Linked DNA regions of Cricetulus griseus: region 1 is linked to region 2. A link is a contact called in public Hi-C data. All regions are on one chromosome and are shown on one strand. Each heading gives the region's core, a stretch centred on a gene start, on an enhancer-like site or on the middle of the called end of the contact. The rest is flanking DNA. Distances are from core to core; before and after follow the strand shown. Region 1 has its middle 80 kb from the start of Ube2v1. Region 2 has its middle 140 kb from the start of Ube2v1.

Region 1 (2,855 bases), core at 182-2,681, 57 kb before region 2:
AGCACTGAGATAATCACAGCCTGGAATGTTCTCTAGGAGGTCCAGGTGGGGGTGGATGAGTGGTCTTGGACTCCTAGAGCCTGGTGAATCAGGGCAGGGCATACCTTCCGGTCCTAGAACCCTCCCGGGCTGTTCACGCAGCAATCCAGAGTGAACTAGCACACCATACTTGACAGTTCCCTGTTACTGTCTTCTGTGGCTTCCCATGGCAGCAAACTAAAATCCAACCCCCTCCCTTCTGCCTGGGGGCTTTCATGCGGCCTCCAGCTCTGGCCTTCCCTCCTGTCCTCTGAGACTTGCTGCATTGTTTCTTTTGCCTTTTCTGACATGAGGTCTTTCTACATTGCTGTGGTTGGCTTTGTTAGCCAGCAGGCCTTGAACTCATGGCAGCAATCCTCCTGCCGGTGAGTGAGTACAGACAGAGATCTGCACCGCAGCAGCTGGCTTGACCTACTGTTGTTTTGGGAACCTTCTGCCTGTGGCCCAGCGCTGGAGCTCCCACCGGCTGTGCCCTCTCAAGCTCTTCTTGCACCAGCTCTCTCCTCCAGTCGAAGCTCCAAGTTCTTGCCCAGCGGATCAGGGAGGCCCCGTCCTCCCCAAAGCTGAGCACCTCTCCTCTCTAGTGACAATTGATGGTTTTTGTTTTACCCAGGAGACCTTGAACTTACTACATATCTGGAAATGACTTTGAATTCCTAATTCTCCTGCCTCCACCTCCCGAGTACAGGGATCACAGTGTTTACCACCATGCCTGGCAGCTGGCTCCTCCCCTCCTTACCTCCCCCCCCCCCCCCCGTCCCCGTTTGATTTTTATACTTTACTTTCTCATTTTGTTTTTAAGGACAGAGTCTCACGTAACCTAGATTATGGTTAAATGTCCCCCTGCCTCAGCCTCCTGAGTAGCTGGGATTAGAGCTGTCTGTCTACCACCCAACTATTGCCAGAGCTTTACAAGTGACCTGGGCCCACTTCGGCAGGGGTGAGGAGGGCTTGGGCCCTTTCTGATCCACCATGTCTCCACCTCCATTTATAGCGAGAAGAGTTTCTGGGGTTGTGGCTCAGTTGGTAGAGTGCTTGCCTAGCATGAAGGAACACTGGGCTTGGTCCTCAGCACCCTGTAAACCAGGTGTGGCGGTGCACGCCTGTAATCCCAGCACTCAGGTGGAGGTGAGAGACGCAGCATTCCAGGGTCATCCTTGGTTACATAATAGGTCCTAGGCCAGCCTGGGCTACATGAGACTGCCTGAAAAAAATTTTTTTTTTCTCTCTCTAGGTTGTGGGGAGAGTGCTGCTCCCCAGGCTCATGGGCAGCCGTCAAAGCCTCTAGCTCTGCTGAGCTCCCGACTCACCCAGTCTCCACCCCACCCTCTGCCACAACAGGAGCAGCTGAGTGAATCACCCATGAGTCCTCTGGCCTCCAGCTGCTCTCTTGCTCCCACCCCAGCCCTCCTTCCATTCTCTGTGTGCTCCAGACAGCCTGACGAAACATGAACTGCATCGTGACCCTCCTCTGCTGCCCAACCTCCCATGGCTCCTACTGCCTCAGAGGAAAGATTAATCTTCCACCCTGCAGATCCTGCAACATAAACTGGGAGACTCCTCCTCCTCTTCCCTCTCTTGTTGCCCTCCCCTTCCCATCATGCTTTCCTGTCCCTTCACTCTCTTCCTAGTCTCCTCCTCACCTTGCTCCCTCTGTCCAGCTGAGGTTGCCTTGGTTCTTCCAACACACCCCACTCCTGCTTGCCCCAGGGCCTTTGCATGACTTCCTCCTCCACTGACATGCTTTTTTCTCTCCTCTGCATCTAGCTGGGTCTCTGATCAGGAGACCCTCGAGTGGCAGGTCCGCCCCAGACTCTTTCTTAGGTCCCTGGGCCCACCTCCACACTGCCATCTAGGGTGGTTGCTATGGGCTCTAGGTGGGGCCCCTGGGCTGGAGAAATGCCTGTGAGAACAGGAGTCTCCTTATCTGGGAGCAGGGAGGACATCAGGGGGCAGGCGTTCACACTTGGACGTGCTCACAGGCAGAGAGCTCCTAGGAGTCCCCAAAGCCTGGCTGTAGCTGAGGCACTATCCCGTCAGCACTGCCTGTGCCCCCCCCCCCCAATTCTCCCCAAAGCAGGTCCTCAGCGAACTGCATCCCACCCAGTCCTGCCTTAGGCAACTCTGCTCCAGCAACCTGAACAGAGCCCCCTCCCCCATTGGAGGTGGGGCTTTCTGGGTGCTCCCCACCTTCTGATTTAGGACTTGTAGCCCTCTTTATGGACCCCCACCCCGGCCTAGAAGACTACTTATTCAAAGTTTGACCCTCAGCCTAGGATGCATGGCAGGGATCCTGCTAACTGTGTTTCTGGTGTGTTCCCGGTACACACCACAAGGCTTGGCATGCACTGTCTGTTCAATAAATGTTTGTTGAATGGCTAAATAAATAAGCAGCTGGGTGAGCTGGAGATTGGGAACTGGACATGAGCAAGGCCGCTGGTTCTACCCATCTGCATCTACGCCCATTTCTTCATGCTGCCATGATAGCTGCCAGAGCACCTGCCCTCTCTTCCACTTGCAGCCAAGGCCAAGGCAGGAAAAGGTTCTTACATATCCACTTGAGAGTGGAGAAGTCATTCCCAGGGGATGCCGGGGCTCTGGGTAGAACTGTTCATCTGACTGGACACCCCTGCACTCTGGGTCTAGCCTTAGCTTATCTGAAGGGTGAGGAGAGGGTCACGTTTAGCTTAGGGAAATCATTGAGGGTGTCCACACTCACTCAGAGGATCTGGCTGGCCCCATGCTGTGGGACCCCCTACACAGGGACATTTCCAGTGTCCCTGGAGCTGAGGAATCCCTGCCTGTCCTATGTTCCT
Region 2 (2,768 bases), core at 151-2,650:
GCGGGGGGGGGGTGTTTGGTGGCATGAGGGCTGGGATTCTGTGGGGGACAGGATTCAGGGTTGGTTCTGAGCTAGGCTGCTGCACATGGTGGGAGAAACCAGTTCCTGAGACCAAAGACAAGACCCGTGTGAGCCCAGCCAGGCTGTGGAGCTGCACATGTGGATGGCAGTGAGTGACTGCAAGTGTCTGAGCAGAGAAGGGACGTGGTGTCCACCATGGTGGGTGGGCAGGAGGATGCTGCCGCAGTGCCTGGCGGCTGGCTGCACACTGCAGCCTGGAGAAGCAGGCATGGCGACCAAGCTTCTCGTTGTGGTTCATTGTGGGCTCTTCGACCCCCAACGCAGCAGGTCCATCTTAGGTCAGATATGAGTGCAGGGCCTCCAGAAGACCTGGTCCCGCAAAGAAGGCTTATTCCCCCTTCTTGTCTGTTGAACAACAGGGGTGCAGAGACCAGAGACATCAAACTACTACGCCCAGGGTCACACAGCCAGGAATCACACAGGAGGATTTGAACTCTAAAATCCAGCTCTAACCCCACCTAGCCTGGGTCCCTATGATATATATGAGTGCTATACCCATTCTGTTTTATTGGATGGTAAACTGAGGCCATGGGAGATGGGGTCACGGCTATGGGATCACACAGCAGGCACAGGGAGCGAAGCTTTGTCCAGATGCGTCAGCTCTGGAGCCTGCTTTGTCCCTGAATAGCACAACTGTTTCTGTTCTTTAGATTGTCATCGGATAATGGGGTCAAAGATGGTGCCCATCTGCTGGGTCGCTAACCTCAAGCGGGGCTTTTAATCACATGCTCAGGGCTGGGCACTTAGTAGGTCTCTTAAAAGGGCGGGGGCATCTAAAGGTGGCTGTACATCAAAGACACGTTCACAGAGCTCACAGTGGGTGCTCAGGCTGCCGTTACCATGGTAACACCACTGGACCCAGCCCAACTGTCCTTAATCCGACTTCCTTCCTAAACTGCCTTCCAGCCAGTTTTCCTGACTTCAACAAATTACCCTGAGGGGGTAGCTTAGGAGTGGGGGTGAGAGTGGGGAAGGCAGTGTGGAGACTGAACTCTGGATGGCGAGACCAGATCTGAACCCTGGATCCTCTGTGCCACCTCTGGCTAATGCCTTGTCTTCTCTGAGCCTTGGTTTCCCTCCTCATCTCTCAAGCCTGAACCAGGCTGCCCGGGAGGTGCCAACTTCAAACAGGGCCAGGGGCTGTTGCTCTGTCCCCTTGGCTGACAGCTCCCACTTCCCGCCTCCCGAGCTTTAGGCTGTGACGAGGAGACAGCCAATCTGTTTACTGAACCGGCTGACCCCTTCCGGGAACACAGCCCAAGCTTCCCAGAACTCGGGTATTAATGACCCGAGCCACATGACAGAGCATGACACAGCATTTTTGGGTGCAAGGCAGAGCCCAGAGGGGTGCGTGGGGGCTGTGGCCAGCCTCCAGCCTGGCCAGAGGGTGAGTCACCCCAGCCTGCTGCAGCTCCCATCCTGGCCACTGGTGTCCTCCCGCAGCCCTCACGTCCCACCTGGCCAGGGCAACCCAGGACCCCTTGACCTTCGCCTTAGTGTCTCTGCAGAGGTTGTGGGTGCCCAGAGCTGCCCTCTGCGACCACAGCTGAGCTGTGCATGAGGCCCTGGTCTCCCTCCAGAGCTGGGTACCGGCAGCTTAGCCTTGCAAGAAGGCGGCAGATGTGGTCCTTGTTTGACAGATGGGGAAACTGAGACTCATGGAAAAAGGACAAGTTTTGCTGAGTGTGGGGCAGGCCTGGATTCACCTCAGATGAGTTCCTTTTACAGTGGTGGAAACAGAGGCATGGAGTGCCCAGGAGCCTGAACCCAGCAAGCTCCCAGATCAGACCTGCCTTGGGTATGCTGCACAACTGGGCACGTGGCCACATGTATTGTGCCTCAGTTTCCCCTGTGGAGATGCTTCCTGACCTTGAGAGTCCCTGAGGACAGGTGGAGCATCTAGCTGAAGGCATCCCACTCAATCAATCACCAGCCCACTCAGGCCCCACCCATGGGTACCCTGAGTCACCTCAGGGCAAGGTGGGGGTAGTGGTTTTTACAAGGCTGGGGACCAAACAGGTGTGGGGTACAGAGGGGTGCCCCGTGACATGAGGGGAGCCTCCTGGTTCCCAGTTCCATAGCCAGCCAGGGTACATGGGGCTGGAGGTACTCTTTGAGTCTCTTTCCTTTATTGTACAGCCATTGTTTGAGCACCTTCTGTATACAGGTCTCTCCACTTGTTGGGTGGTGGCAGCTACTGTGGGGGAGGGGACGCACATGGATGGCACAACATTTTGGCCCCAGACTAGGACCATGGCGGACACACAAGAGGATGGCAAACTGGGCGGTGAAGAAGGGCCTCCAGAAACGACTTGGGTGGGCACCAGGTGGGCAGTTTCCCAGCAGGAGGCAGTGTGCATAGTCAGTGGAGAGGCCCTGGGGAGGTAAGGGACTAGGGTAATTAGGAAAAGTCAGTGAAGACGCTGGTACTGCAGGGATGGTGACAGTGTACAGGGCCAGTGCACAGTGAGCGGCCACCCCATGCGATCTGAGGGCAACAGGACTCATATTCTCTACCCCCAGCACCGGGACATGGCCACCCTTGAGGCCAGAGAGAGGTGGGGAGGAGAAGCCAAGTGTCGGGCCCGTGTTCAGGAGTCCGCTGAGAACTGGAGGTGAGAGACGGCCACGGCAATGGCATAACGGAGTGAGCAGGCCTGTAGCCAGAAGCTATGGCTGTGGGCGGC

Evidence for each region. Hi-C and Micro-C count contacts between places; a contact is called where the count stands out from the background.
Region 1: a contact with region 2 is called in a Hi-C map of fibroblasts, with 6 times the contacts expected there. The contact joins two enhancer-like sites. A contact is called at or near these places in 5 of 8 Hi-C or Micro-C datasets (the CHL-YN cell line, the CHO-K1 cell line, the CHO-S cell line and 1 more).

Annotation. Positions count from the first base shown.
Region 1 is chr6:11,699,852-11,702,706 of CriGri-PICRH-1.0, reverse strand. No RefSeq gene overlaps it. Among named protein-coding and RNA genes, the nearest start is that of Ube2v1, 80 kb to the left of the region's middle. Within about 2 kb of position 1,431, at least 2 of the 6 cell types and tissues checked have open chromatin away from gene starts, as enhancers often do. A contact at or near this core is called in the CHO-K1 cell line and fibroblasts, where this site is marked.
Region 2 is chr6:11,642,668-11,645,435 of CriGri-PICRH-1.0, reverse strand. No RefSeq gene overlaps it. Among named protein-coding and RNA genes, the nearest start is that of Ube2v1, 140 kb to the left of the region's middle. Within about 2 kb of position 1,400, at least 4 of the 6 cell types and tissues checked have open chromatin away from gene starts, as enhancers often do. A contact at or near this core is called in the CHO-K1 cell line and fibroblasts, where this site is marked.